2 separate regions of the Arachis hypogaea genome follow, and region 2 is linked to region 1. The links are chromatin contacts, called in public Hi-C maps. All regions are on one chromosome and are shown on one strand. Each heading gives the region's core, a stretch centred on a gene start, on an enhancer-like site or on the middle of the called end of the contact. The rest is flanking DNA. Distances are from core to core; before and after follow the strand shown.

Region 1 (7,677 bases), core at 1,676-4,175:
GTCAGATACACCCATAGATATCAGTAAGATACACCCATAGATATGATTCAGATACACCCATAGATATCAGTAAGATACACCCATATATATCAGTCAGATACACCCATATATATCAGTCAGATATCACTCAAACATGTATCAATATACAAGGTCAAGCAATATACACCCATAGACAAGCAAATATAAGAACAGTTGCAACTGCTGACTATTATAGTATATCAGTTCAGAAAAATACACCCAACAATTTGTGCCATATACACCCAACAAATTACTCCATATACACCCACCAAACTACGAAATATACTCCAAAAATCAGTTACCAGAAGAACTAGAACAACAAGAACAGTAACACCTAGAAGAACGAAGAAGAACAGTGTAACATAGAATCAAGAATAACAGTAAAACCTAGAACAAGTAGAACATTATAAACTGTAAAATGAGACGTAGAGTAAGAAGAACAGTAGAACATACAACAACGTAGAATAACAGTAAAACCTAGTTCGAAATATGGAAAAATATACAGCAATGGTAATGTAACGTACCTTGAGTATTATAGCTTTGTTTTCTCTGGAAATTCTTGATCGAGAGTTCTATGGTGTGTTGATGGAGTTTTCGAATGTTAGCGACGAGTTGTATATCTTGAGTTTCGAACGTTGCTCGAAAATGGAAGGGTTGCTTTTTCTCTGAATGGCTTTGAGAAGTGGAAGAAGTGGAAGAGTTTGCCATTAAGGGGGCGGTTTACGCGAAGCGTAACCGTTTGAGTGGAGCGCGTGTAAATGACGCTTCATTCAATGCTCATCACTGCACGTATATTTTTTATGGGTTGGGCCAACTTGTAAAACTTGTATACCGTTTTTGCTTGTATGTGTAGCAGGCCCGTAGAACTTTTATCTATTCCACTCATATGCAGTTTGAAGTAGATCCTCCTGAATTAGGATCTATATATTCCATTTTGGCAAATAATTTCATAGTGCTCAAATCTAGAAATTTTGTTTGACAGTGATGAAATAAAATTCGCATGTCATCATCGCTTTAAATTTTATATTTTCCAAAATTTATTCACCGTTTACTAAGTGAAATTGTAATCCTAAATAGTATTTGTTTCAAATGCTTTTTCCCAACATTTTTTTCAATTTTTGTACTATGCTATTTTAGAGATTCACAAAACTCATTGACGAATTAACAAACACACCAATCTATTTCTTATTAAAGAAATTAACATTCTGGCTCGTGTCTTCATCAATTTTTTCATGGTGATAGATTAATGTATATAGACTCTTAGACATGTTTTCTCTCTATTACTAAATGTTTTAAGCAGATTTATTGCTTTGTGTTGTATTTCAAATTTATAAATTTATTTCGAGCGTAAATTTTTATTAGGTGTTAAGAGTTGATTCTTTCTTTATTAATCGTGTTAGGCTATTGTTACTTATGTTGATATGTAATAGTAGGATCCTATCACAATTTATATACTATAATTTTTTATTGTATACTCATTAATCGTTACAACCTAATGTGATTGAAGTTTTAAACATAAATCGTCCTAGAATATGATGATTTATGTGCATTTTTAACACACTATTTTAGACTATGATTTTAATTTTCTTTTAAGGTCTACTAACTCAATCTATCACGAAGGATCCACTAAAAGAGGATCATCTAAATTCGAAAAAGGTAAGATTTGAATCGATATCTATCCTAATCTCATAACTAATAACTCCTTAAGTATTGAGACGAGGTGAATCTCACCAATCCCTCACATCAAGAGATTCTTAACAGATTTTCAAAATCATTATAAATAGAAAGTCTAAGATTCTCCCAAAATATGAACATAACTCTAATTACCTTCACTTTTTTTAATATATTTTGACTTAATCGTGGAAGTATTAATGCAGGTACCTCCACTTTTCTCCATTCATCATTCGATATTAGAGTTGCCAGTCCCAATCTCTTTCATCTAGTTTTCGGTAAACTTACGAAAACACACATTAGCCCAATATGATTTACGTGCAATGTCATTGCAATTTTAACTCATGTGGAACTAGTTATGTTCTAATTAAAGTTGAGTATCCTAGCATAATTTATTTAAATATACGAAGATGGCTTTTGTGTATTTGATTTTCTTTAAGAGGATTATGTTAAATTGGTTCTTCTTTAATTTATTTATGTAAAAAAATCTCAAAAAAATATTCAAAATATTTGACAAAATTATCTAACATATTACTTATGAATAGTTTTGTCAAACTAATCAATTTTTTTATATCGTATCAGTTTAAATTTTTTTAATAGTTAAAATTATCAATAAAAAATTAATTTGGATTAATCAAATAATCATCTCACTTATTTGTTTATGTACGTATTGAAAATTTAAATTTGACATTGTATTTATTACAATAAAGTGAAAAAATTTTCTATAATTAAATCAGCCATACTAAAATATTAAATATATATTAAAAATAAATTAAATAATATATATATATATATATATATATATATATATATATATAACTAATTTATTAACTATTTTTGGTATGTAGATAATATTGTTCATCAAAAATAATAATTTACTCAAAGTTCCAAAATTAAAATCCAAATACTTTTTCTTAAGCATCTAAGAGCATTTCTAATGAAATATTTTTATAGTATTATTTTTAATATTTTTAAAAAATAAATTGAATTATAATTAAAATTTATATTAAAATTGATTTATGAAATAAAATTGATATCACTTTAAAAATATGATATTATTTTAATAGACAATTAATAAAATTTTATTATTTATATAATTATGTTAATAAAATAATTTAAAATAATATAAAATTTTAATTGAATTAATATTAAATATTAGAAAAATAAATTTTATTTTTAATTGTAGATTATTATTTATGACATATACTTATATAATTTCATAAATATTTTTATAAGAGACTTAAAATAAAATTAGAATTAGTATGGGGATGCTCTAAATGTACCATAGAGTTGGTATCAATGCATTCATGGATACCGATAAAACAAAGAGATTGAAATAAAGAAGAAGAGGTAGTTGGGAGATCCACGTAAGGGGCAAAGAAGCCATTCCATCCAGCTACTACTCCAACACGTTTTATTAATTCAATATAAGTAACCAATTAAAATTTCATTTCCCATCACAGAGACTGAGAGAGAGTCCTGCAACTACACTGCTCTCTGCCATCTCCTGATTCCTTTCTCCTTGGTTGCCAAACCCGAACTCGCTTCCTTCCTCGCTCGCAGCTACAGGGAAAACAAATCCTTCTAGAAACAAAACAATAAGAAACGCTTCACCTTCTTGGAGCGTGGGCCAACGCCTCTACTCTTGTTTTCTGCATGTCCATCCATTGGCCACTCCAAGCAGCATCATAGTAGTTGTAGAGTCTGAAGATGAAAATGGAGGGTGATCTGAAGCAGAAGCTGCTGGTGCCTTCTTCAGGAGGAGTAGAAGAGGAAGAGGGCTTGTCACTGGTTAGGAGGGTGTGGGAAGAGAGCAAGAAGATGTGGATAGTGGCGGCGCCAGCCATATTCACAAGAGCTTCCACGTTTGGAATCCAAGTTATAAGCCAAGCGTTTGTTGGACATCTTGGTTCTAAGGAACTCGCTGCTTTCGCTCTTGTTTACACCGTTCTTATCAGGTTCGCTAACGGGATTCTGGTATGTTCTTTTTCAGTTTTCACCTAATTTACCTTTTGCAGTTAGTTTTTTAATTTTTTTTTCCGTGATGGTTTAATGGTTTATACTCGGAAATCGGAGTATTCTGGTTGAGCAAAAATTATTGCCGAACCATGTGATGGATTCTGAGCTCCAGGATGTAAAAATTTTCGGGGAGAATTAAAAAAAGACAGGAGAGGTTAATTTTGTGTGTGTGTGTGTTTTTTTTTTTTTTCTACATAATATTCTGTCAAATTTTCTGGCTTGCTAAAATTTTCTTTATTTTTAATTAAATAAATTTGACAAAAAGAGCTTCTTCCCTCTTTTTTTCTTTAATTTTTATTTTGGGGACGGAACAATATTTGTGTTAAAAGGAATCTGGAGGATTCTCCTGTGCTTCATCAATTAAAATTTAATTTTTTTATTCTGTAATATTTTTGGGCGTGCTTCAACTTCTGCTATCAATCAATAGTGATTCCTGTTATTTTCTGAAATGAAAAAAGAAAAAAAAGATTTCAAGCTTTTGAACTTCTGGTATCAGAACAATCAAAGTGGTGTTACTTCAAGGGTTTTGTCCGTGCTTTCTTGTTTGTATTTTGTATTTCAATTTAACCGATGCTATGAATTTATTTTGTTAAATTGTCTTGACATGTTTGTACTGCAAATACAATTGCAATCATAATATGGTCCCTATTCACACTACTAAGTTCTTCCTCCGATTTTATTTATGTTTTTATTGACCATTATTGCAGTTAGGAATGGCGAGTGCTTTGTCAACACTGTGTGGTCAAGCATACGGTGCAAAGGAATATGGCATGATGGGAGTTTACCTTCAAAGATCATGGATTGTTTTGTTCCTAACTTCACTGATTCTTCTTCCGGTGTTCATCTTCACCACCCCAATTTTAAGCCTCTTGGGCCAAGATGAAACAATAGCACAAGTGTCAGGAACCATTTCACTTTGGTCAATTCCTATCATGTTTGCCTTTATCGTATCCTTCACTACCCAGACATTCCTGCAGTCGCAAAGCAAGAACGTGATTATCGCCTTCTTGGCAGCTTTCTCCATAGTCCTTCACATCTTCCTTTCTTGGCTTACCACTATGAAGTACAAATTGGGTCTTCCTGGTGCAATGACCTCCACTAGTTTGGCGTATTGGATTCCCAACTTTGGTCAACTCATATTCATTTTCGGTTGGTGCAAGCAAACATGGCATGGGTTCTCATTCTTGGCATTCAAAGACCTTTGGCCTGTTGTTAAGCTTTCGCTTTCATCCGGTGCCATGTTGTGGTGAGCTTTCTTTCAATTCTTTGTGAATGACACCTTGAATGGAGTAGACAATAGAAGTTTGAGTATCTTAATTTCTTTTATGTCTTCCTAACTCGATCCAATTGGATGTATTTTACAGTCTTGAGCTATGGTACAACACAATATTGGTTCTTTTGACAGGTAACCTGAGAAATGCAGAGGTGGAAATCGATGCTCTGTCTATATGGTAATTCCTTAAACATTAATTCATTAGAATTCATATGTTGTGTTGTTAGCTGTATTGATTTGGTGTGTAAATTGTAGTGGGCTTTTGACAAATCTTGTTTCTTTACAGTCTTAACATCAATGGATGGGAAATGATGATATCACTTGGGTTCATGGCTGCTGCTAGGTACTAACGTTATATTGACCTACCAATCTTATTTTCCCATGTTTAGTAAAGTTTAGAATGGAAAATTAACTCCAGCTTACATAATTTGCAGCGTACGAGTGGCGAATGAGCTTGGAAGAGGAAGTGCCAAGGCTGCCAAGTTCTCGATCCTAGTGACTGTGCTAACATCATTGGCCATTGGGTTCTTTCTGTTTGTATTCTTCTTGTTGTTTAGGGAACGACTTGCTTACATATTTACCACAGATGAGCATGTTGCCCGGGCAGTCGGTAATTTGTCACCATTGTTATCAGTCTCTATATTACTAAACAGCGTTCAGCCCGTACTCTCAGGTATTCTTCACAAGCTTCATTGTTCTTACAATCTTACATTACAAAAGCAAATTACTTTGCCAGTTTTGTTACTATGGGATTGTGTCGAGATACAATAATCCAAAGATATACTAGAAGGTAGAATTTAGATCGATATTGGTAAAGTGATAAAGTAAAGGGTAAATCACCATTGAATTTGTAATTTTCATCATATATGGATCCCATTATCTTAATTTAAGAGGGATTAACTACTCATTTTATCACTTTACTCTCTCACTTTAGAGAAGCTTATTCAAAAAGTAACAGTGAAAGATAAAAAGGTAAATGGGGAATAATCGTTTGTTTGGTTTCTATAGGTGTTGCGATTGGAGCCGGTTGGCAAAGCATTGTTGCTTATGTTAACATAGGTTGCTATTACCTCATTGGAATTCCTGTCGGTATTGTGCTTGGTCATGTTCTTGATTTGCAAGTCGAGGTAGGATTTTAACCTGAAACTCTTGTTTTTCCAAATTGCACTTCAAATTTCTGCTGCATAATCAAATTCTAAATCTCTTTCCTCTTGTGCAGGGAATTTGGGTTGGAATGTTGTTTGGAACTTTTATTCAAACCGTAGTGCTTGTTATAATCACCTACAAAACTAACTGGGATGAGCAGGTTCAAATTGACCTCAATATTCTAACTCTGCTATGATTGTAATTATGAACTAATGATCATTATGAAATAATTAATTGATTATGAAATAATTAATTGATTATGGTTTTGTGCAGGTGGTCATAGCTCGTTCAAGAATTAGCAAGTGGGCTAAAATGGATGGCCTCGATCATGAATCAAAACCGGATTCATCAGAAAGTTAATTTTGTTGCCTAACATTTCAGTCAAATGCAGCTAAGGATTAATATTGTAGAATTTGTATTGTTATTTATTAATTTTATTAATTGCAAGTTTTGCATTGAAAATTAATGGACTTATGTTCTTTAATTTCGTCCCTCTATTATATAATGTTTTATCTTTTGGTATGAACAAAGGGACAAGAAATAAAGTATCAAGAGAATTTTGAGCTCCACTCTGAACTCCTATGCAGTGTTTCGCTATCTGCCCCTTTTTTGGTTTAAATTAAATTAGGGGTACAATGATATCCACTTAATTGTTTATTTATTTAGATAAAACATTGGTAACTTTCTTTCATTTTAGGTTTAGTAGCGTGGTTCTCCGTTTAATTTTTAATATTCATAACTTTTTTTAATCACTAAATTAAGTTTGGTTTATATTCAAATAGAATATCTCAAAAGACTAGTCTTTTCTAGAACCAAAACACAGTAATTTTGATCCAAATTATGGCGTGAATTTAAATTGCTATTTTTGTCCAGTTATTCAAATCAGGGTAGAGAGAACTTTATGCTTTGTCAACTGAAGTTGCTTGGATAAAAGGATATTAGATATACACTGTCCAGAAACTATAAAATAATTCAAAGAATGACAAATTTAAAAATTTCGAGGTATGGTACGAATAAACAAATGGAAGCAAGTTTCAAAGTATATATATCATGTGCGAAAATCCAGTATGCTTCGTCGTCCTATGTTGGGGGGACCAGAGTTTCAGACATGGAACATGATGATTGTAATTGTATTCTAAAGCTAATAAAATTTTTTTGAAAGTGGTTGGTGAGAGTCAATTCTTGTGTGCGGTACAGTGAGTTTGTGTACCATTCATTGTAGAGGTAGGTTTGGCATTCCCTTGATTTAGGGTAACGTTTTTGTTCCAACATGTAACATTAAATATTTCAATTTTGTGAATAAAGAATTGTCATTTATTTTACTTGTTAATACTGTTTTTTTTTTTCTTTTAAATAGTAATTACCTTTCAACTCCTCGTGGCACCCGTGGAATTTGATTCCGTCCATCTCAATGCAGTCAATTGTCCTGAAACGCAGCTAGAAAGCTATGCATGAGCTAAACAACAAAAAAGAGGGTACATAAACACTTTTTTTTTTTTTTTTTGAAACAAATGAAGCTCGATGCATGAGAGTGGAGCATAAAATAGAGA
Region 2 (7,677 bases), core at 2,941-5,440, 360 kb before region 1:
TTACTCGAAGGAATGTTTCAGCCAATTTTTCTTTCAAAGAAAGTATTATCTGAGGTTTTGAATTGTGATTTCAGATTTCAGATTTCAGATTTCAGATTTTTCAGCTTTCATGGCCTTGGTAGAGATGACTAATTTTTTACGGAGTTACTGTTTTTCTGCAAGGACCTGAGTAAGTCACAAATTTGCAACTGATGAAGTGCTTTATACCATTTGTTAGGAGTTTAATAGCGTGAACTTTCAGATCATTCGATTAAAGGTCATTATGATTTTTTGGCAATTTTTTCACCACATTACTGTTGCACATTTCAAAGCTAAAGAAATATTGCATGATGTAGTGGTGTGAATTTGAATTCCTGTTAATATTGGGACGTTTTAATGATATGAAACGAGTGATGGTAATTATAACATGTTTGTGTGTACCCCGCGTGTGTCGGTGCGCCTATCTTTCTTATTTTATTTATTATCCAAGAAACTAAGAATCATATAATTAGTCAATTCTATATCATAATCGGGTTATATCCCGTTCATATATCATAGTAGGAAGGGGAACAAAGAGGTTCGGTTGGAATAAGACGGAATCATTTTTTATTTTTATTTTTTTACAAAGATAGGAGATTCGAACCCGCAACCTCTTAATTGAGTATGGAGAGATTATGCCATTTGAGTTATTATTCATTGGCAAAAATTTAGAAAGATATGTGACTTGAATCCGCGACTTCTTAATTGAGTATAGGGAGTCTATGCCATTTGAGCTATAACTCATTGGCAAAAAATTTAAAAAGATAGGAGACTCGAACCACAACCTCTTAATTGAGTACGGACGAAATTATTTTTGTTACACCCTATTATTTGTTAAATTTAAATAATGAAACACCATATTAATCTATTGAATTGAATTCTACTTCTCTTCATTATTTGTCACCGATCTATAGTGCTTGTAACACAATTGCGGTTGCGGGCGAAGGATTGTATATAATTGAGTGAAATTATGATTTTGCCGATATGCTTTTTATCTTTATTTTTATTTTTAAGTTTTTTGGGTATAATCCACAAATATGTTTTTTTAAACGAACAATGCTAGAGAACTAAAAGGGTATTAGGCAAAAACCAGTTAAAATATCTTTGAATGAATCCAAAATCTCTACGAGTTAATATATATGGATGTTTTTTCTGCTAAGTATCAGAATATTTCTTTTTCATACTAAATGGATGTTCTTTTATATATTTTTCGAATTTTTTTATATTGCAAATGTGAATATCTCTATTTCTTTAAGAATTTTATATTTTTTTAAAATTTTATAGATATTTAATTATTTTTGCTAAAATATAACTGGATATTTCTTTTGTTAAGTATTAGGATTTTTTTCATATTAAATGAATGTTTTTTTTTATATTTCTGTAATCGTGTAGTTTGTAGTCTCTTTAATAATCAAAACTATACCTAATATCCCAAAACGTAGAGAACAACATCGTGATGATACTGCTACCGTGCGACTACTGTGAAAGCCATTGACAATCCAAACTTCACATGATCACCTGCATCATAGTACCCTCCAACCAAGTCCACCTTCAAAAGCAAAAATATATATTCTGTGCAGCTCTTTTTTAGTCTCTACTTTTCGAAGCATGTGGGCGAACGGTTAACCCGGTTAACGGTGCCGTTGGATTACTGTGGACTGGAAACTGTCACGTGTGCCAGGCTGCCGTTGAAACGGTGCTCTGAGGAGGCTCCCTCAGGCCTATGCTGGAGCTACTCGGTCTCGACGCGCCTGTTCCTGTCGCTGCTGACGCCGGCTCCGAGGGAGAAGTCACGTGCGCTGACGCGCGGAAGCTCCGAGACCTGAACCCGAGTCCGAACATAAGGTTCACGAGCTCCTGATCTGGTAAAGACAGTTTCGGCTGGAAGTGGAAGCGATCGGAGGAGTGGGTTGCAATGGGGAGGCGGAGAGAACCTGACGGTGAGAGAGAGAGGTCTGTGTGTGTAATTGTCGGAAGTGGGTGGGTTAATGTGAGAGAAAAGAGAAAGATTTTTATAGGTTTTAATTAGGTTTACTGAATCAAATTTAAATTTTTAAAATTTAAAATTTAAAAAATTTAAAATAAATTATTAATATAAATTAATGTGGTTCTGTTTAGTTTTTTGCTAGTAACCTCTTGGTTCCATATACTTTTCCTTTCTAAACTGTATGCCACAGAGATTGAATAAATTGGCTTGCTCACATTAATCTCTACCAAATTGAAGCCAAGCCCATCTGTAGATGCTAGACACCGTCTTCGACCCTATTCCCATCTGCCCCCTTCTTGATGAAATTAGATGTATTCGGTGATCAAAATTTAGTCAAATTGTGTAACGAATGGTTATCAAATTCGCCTAAAATTGTATAGGAACTAGGAAGGTTTCATTTCTTTAGGTTGTTTTTTTTCAAACCCAACAACACACCACAAGAAGAAAAACCGGCCTAAAGAGACCCACCCACCCCCTAATACATCGAAAGCCGCCCCAATTCTCCATAACCCGTCCCAGATCATGGTTTTGAAAATTGGACCGAACCGGACCGGCCGATCGAATAAAAAACCGACGATGAAAATGGTCCGATCCGGATAATTGCTCATTCGAAAACCACTTGAAAACCGCTGAATCGGCCGGTTGGATCGGATTGGTAACCGGCCGGTTCTTGTTAAACGGCGCCGTTTTGATGTTTGTTTTTGAAAAAAAAAAAACCCAATGTTCAGCCCTCACTCCGCTCACCCCCCTTCCCCCAACACCCCCCCCCTCGTGCTGTCGGCGCAGTTCAGAATCACCCAACCAAAACCCTAGGTTCTCCCTGCAACGGTTCTGCCGCAGTGCCGCCGCCTTCCGTGCTGTCGGCGCCTCCGCGTCCTCTCTTGTAGCCCAGGCCCTCTCTTGTAGATCGGCGTCCTCCTTCCCCCTGTCCCTGTCCTCCCTGGCTTCTTTGTTCAAGGCTTGGAGCAGCTCGCCGCCGTGTCGCCGGTCGCCGTTGTCTCGCCGGTCGCCGTCCGTGTCTCCGTCGAAGGTTAGCACTGCTTTCACTTCTTCAGTTCTTCTCTTCCTTTTATGCTCTGTTTGCTGAATTTTGAATGTGAAATTGTGAATGGATTAATGGAAATCAAATAATTGATTTTGTGCTGCTGCTCTTTTTTTAATTCCTGAAATTTTTGTTGAAATTTTCTTGTTGCTGCTAAAAATGGATTAGGGATTACTTGTTGCTGTTTTGTAATTAGGGATTATGCTCTGTTAGCTTTATTGATTTCAGGTTTAGTGTGATTAGGGATTACTTGTTGCTGTTTTGTAATATTTGTTGCTGAATGCTAAAATGGAAATCAAATCAAATACTGTTTGTTGCTGAATGCTGAATGCTGAATGCTGAATGCTGAATGCTGTTGGTAGTATTAATTTTGTGCTGCTATTAATTTTCTGGCTGTGCTGTTGCGGTTTTTAAATTTGTGAATGATTCATTAATTTTAGTTATGGATGATAGTATTAAATTATTAATCAAGAAGCAATTGGTGATAACAATGCATCTGCCAATAATAACTGCCAATCTTCCTATTTCGAATGATGCTGCTAATCCTAATACTCCTAGTTTTTCTGATTAAAATGAATGATGGAATTTTTATTGTTGTTGAATTTTTGTTGTTGAATCTTGTTTCCATTGAAAAAAAGAAATAAGAAACTAAAAGGAGAAGAAAGCTTCCACAAACTATAGAATATTAAGAATTAATTCCCACAAAAAAACATAAGCAAATGTCATGAGTTATGCAAAATATATAGATTGTTAATAACCAGTAGTATAAACAAATTACATGAATTCTAAGTTTTGAAGTTTATTAATGATTATGTTTCACAGCAATAGCATAAGCAAAATGTCTATGCTTCCACAAATTATAAACTGTTAATATCTAGTTTTGTACAAATGTTTTCTCTGCTTTAGATGTTGAGTGTTGCTAATTCCCCAAATGTCAGTGCTCAACCCTGCATATTTGGTCTATGTTCACTTATCTTTTCAATCATTTGGTTGCCAAAGAATCAAGGATACTTATTTGTTTTTTTAGTGAGCTTCCAGTCAATAAAATTGTTGAATGTGACCTCTATGATGTATTGTACATAAGATGCTTTTCCATTAAAACGGTCATATATATTTGGTAACAATTGTAATTGGAAACTTTCAATAGGTACTTTCTCATGTTTTTAGAGTTTTGCATATTTCTAATAAGTTTACTTGCATAAAGCACCTTATAATTTATTTATTATTTTATTTTAAAACGATTTTTCCGGTTGAATCATGATTAGACCGGTTGGACCAATAAACCAGTAATTAGAGCGGTTCAATGACCGGTTCGGTTCTCAGTACCTTGCCCCAGACACATGAATGAATCTAATCTGCAACTCCCCCTTCCTCCTCCATTGCTTCCAGGTGCCAAGCCGCTCTGAAGCTCTGATTCCTTCTCCGTCTTGCTTCCCCAACCGTGGTTTCCTTGACTACCCTACCCCAAACAATTGGGTAGTCATGAAACATTAGAGACTCTATCCGCCTCTGCTTTGAAGATGTCCCTTACTGCTCCAGGGGGAGTCGTTGTCCAGTGACGACTCAGACTCTCTTCTGCCGCCAATCTCGCAACTGTGTTCGCAAGTTCATTTCCCTCTCCTGGTGTCCAGGTAACTCCAAGCTCCTGCTGCTCTTGCAACAAAATTCTGATATCTTTTACCCTTTTAGGATGGCGTCAATTTGCTCTTGGATTTCACTGTGCTTGAACTAAAATTTGGAAGTCTGATTCCCCATTTCCCCCAATTGTAGATTTTTTTTTTGCCAGAAACCCTTATATATCTTGTCTGAGGCTTTTTTGCCCAATTTCTTTCTAATCAATGAAGAATTAGCACCTTTGGAAAAAAAAACATCTTTTTATTTATTAAACTAAGAACACCCAATTGAAGGGAGTTAGCATATTCACTTCAAAGTCACTTCAACATGAAAGCCTCTGCTCAGATGAGTATACTGAAGTGTCTTAATGTTAATGTTTAAGATTAAAGTTGTCAACCAAGTTGCTCTTTTTAATGGAATGCTCAGTTTTTTAAATCTTCACTGAAGCTTTGTGACTGAATTTTCTATGACCATCGTCAAAATACTAAAAAGCAAATCAGATCCATGTTTGTTGGCAAAGGATCTTTGTAACAAAAAAAGGTTTCATTGGACTAGTGTGGATGGATTTTTTCCCTCTTTTTTCCTTTTCTATGTTGGTTAAAGAAAATTGGATCCTTAAGAAACCGTGTGTTTTTTTTTTTTTGTCACATTGCTTTGCATTGTATCAAAAACTGGATATTTAAATTTCCTTAGATCTAACGTTCTAATCAACCACAAAGTTATTAATCAGTTAATCTTAGCTCGTCATTTGTTTGTAGATATTTTAGCTAGAGCTGTTCATTATAATCCAAAAATTGATCAAACCGGTTAAAAAATCTTATCTGATTTAAAATAACAGATTTTTTTAAATGCAATTTCTTTTAACGTCGTTAACCAGGACCAAACCTAGTTCCTAATTTCTCTCAAATTGGAACTCCCAGTTCTCCAAACTGGCGCATAACACATTGGTGTTCAACTCTCTCTGACTCTCTTACGCCTCTAGGGGAAGGACATCGGCAACCTCGCAGCACCACCAATCACTTCTGTGTATGTGTTCCGATGAGGTTGCTTCCTTCGCCGTAGTAGGTGTCTTCTCTGCTAGCGCAACTCTTTAACCTTCACCACCACCGTTCACAACTTCATCTTTCTTCTGGGTACGGTGTTTTTTGCTCCTTCATACACAATCTGTTGCCTTGGAGTTTGGGTTCTTGGGGTTTTGTAATTACCTTTGTCATTTTCTTTTTCTTTTGTTTAAATCATTTAGTTAGAGTAAAATTCTTAAATTAGCATCTTGTGTTAAAATTAATTTTGATCTACCAGTTATGCATAGCCCTCTTCTCTACTCTGTTCTACATTGCTTCTCACTTAGGTACCTACATAACTGTCATTGGTCTTCTTTGCAATAGGTACTAACCTTTGACTTTATTCTGCTCATTAACATATCTGGAATTTTCTTTGCATACATTTTCACAGAGGTTTAATCTATAATTCTATATAATGAAATTATAACAACATGGAATCAGAATCACTCTTGGATAAATAGTGACAGGAGGCATTTTGGATATCATTTGGAACTTGCAACTGATTTGTGTAGCATACACACTTCACATGCAGAATAAAATTAGTATCTATTTAAACTTGAAGTCTTGATGGTGGCTACTTATATGATTAAGGATTATAGGAACAAAGTTGAATCTGAGTTGACTAATATCTGCACTGATATCATGGCTCTTATTGATGAAAACCTTATTCCATCTTGTTCTGGTGGTGTACCTAGTGTCATCTTCTATAAAATGTGAGGGGATTTTGTTCTCTCTTTTCATTCTCTCTGACGTCTTTCTGTTTGAGGAATTTGGAATTTGATTGTTTTTGTTTTGTCATTTGCAGGAAGGGGAACTATTATCGGTATCTGGCCAAAATCAAGTATGTTGATAAGAGAAAGGAGGCTGCTGATCAGTCCTTGAAAGCATATCAGGTTTTCTTCTATTTATCTATGTGCTTTGAGGGTTCTTGATATTGGTTCCTTGCCATGCCTTCTTGTAGTGTAATTCATTCATTAAACCAGAGAGGTAGCATATTTCACTTCAAAGTTACTCCAAGACGGAAGCCTCTGCTCAGATGGGTATATTGAAGTGTCTGGGGCTGCCCAGGCATCAGGTTTTCACGGCCAGAAAGTATCTTAATGGTAATGTTTAGAATTAAATTTCTCAACCAAGCTGCCTTTTTGTAAAGCTTCATCAAATCTTTTTTTGTGATTGAATTTTCTATGACCATATATCGAAAATCAAATCAGATCCATGTGTGTTGTGAATTAAATCTTGTAACTGTAAAAGGTCTTATTCCTGTATTAGTCATTGGACTGGCTTTTCATTAGTTGAAGTTTTAAAAGCCAAATATTCTTAATCATAAGACTTCGGAATCAAGTTGTAGAGCATGAATGAATTATTCCCCCCTTTCCCCCTTTATTTGTATGCTTTATTCAATTGGACTGTTTCTAAACTGTATATTTATTTTGTGGTCCTCATTGATCTGTTTTAATTTTGAATGCAGTATCGAGCTTCTCCTGTCTTCACACAGCACAAAATTCCTCAGTGGAAGCTCACTCACAAGATGAGGATGTGGTGATTGCTTTGGGAAGTAATGTAGGTAATAGGGTTCATAACTTCAAGGAAGCCTTGAAAATGATGAAGAAGTCAGGCATACAGGTCACAAGGCATGCTTGTTTGTATGAGACAGCACCGGCATACATTACTGATCAACCTTGCTTTATCAACTCTGCAGTTAGAGCTGTTACTAAACTAGGTCCACATGAATTATTGGCTGCTCTCAAAAGAATTGAGAAGGACCTCGGGCGAACCGATGGAATAAGGTATGGTCCAAGGCCAATCGACTTAGACATTTTATTCTACGGTAAATATAAAGTCAGATCTGATATTCTCAATATACCTCATGAAAGAATTTGGGAGCGGCCTTTTGTTATCGCCCCTTTGATGGATTTACTGGGATCAGCTAGTGACAATGATACAGTTGCTAGTTG

What was found. A called contact is a pair of places that touch in the nucleus more often than the background predicts.
Region 2: a contact with region 1 is called in a Hi-C map of leaf, with 5 times the contacts expected there. The contact joins the promoter of LOC112754711 here to the promoter of LOC112754708 in region 1. A contact is called at or near these places in 3 of 8 Hi-C or Micro-C datasets (leaf and an unstated tissue).

Annotation. Positions count from the first base shown.
Region 1 is chr16:116,066,484-116,074,160 of arahy.Tifrunner.gnm2.J5K5, reverse strand. It overlaps LOC112754708 (protein DETOXIFICATION 21), which reads left to right and starts at 2,925. Exons shown (of 8, transcript XM_025802434.2): 1 at 2,925-3,666; 2 at 4,416-4,954; 3 at 5,073-5,159; 4 at 5,268-5,324; 5 at 5,416-5,654; 6 at 5,990-6,108; 7 at 6,201-6,287; 8 at 6,401-6,696. The coding sequence starts at 3,400. The coding sequence ends at 6,487.
Region 2 is chr16:116,423,973-116,431,649 of arahy.Tifrunner.gnm2.J5K5, reverse strand. LOC112754711 (folate synthesis bifunctional protein, mitochondrial) reads left to right here and starts at 4,190. Exons shown (of 4, transcript XM_025802441.3): 1 at 4,190-4,678; 2 at 6,528-6,615; 3 at 6,706-6,825; 4 at 7,191-7,677. The coding sequence starts at 6,759. It overlaps LOC112754712, which reads left to right. Exons shown (of 3, transcript XM_025802450.3): 3 at 1-407.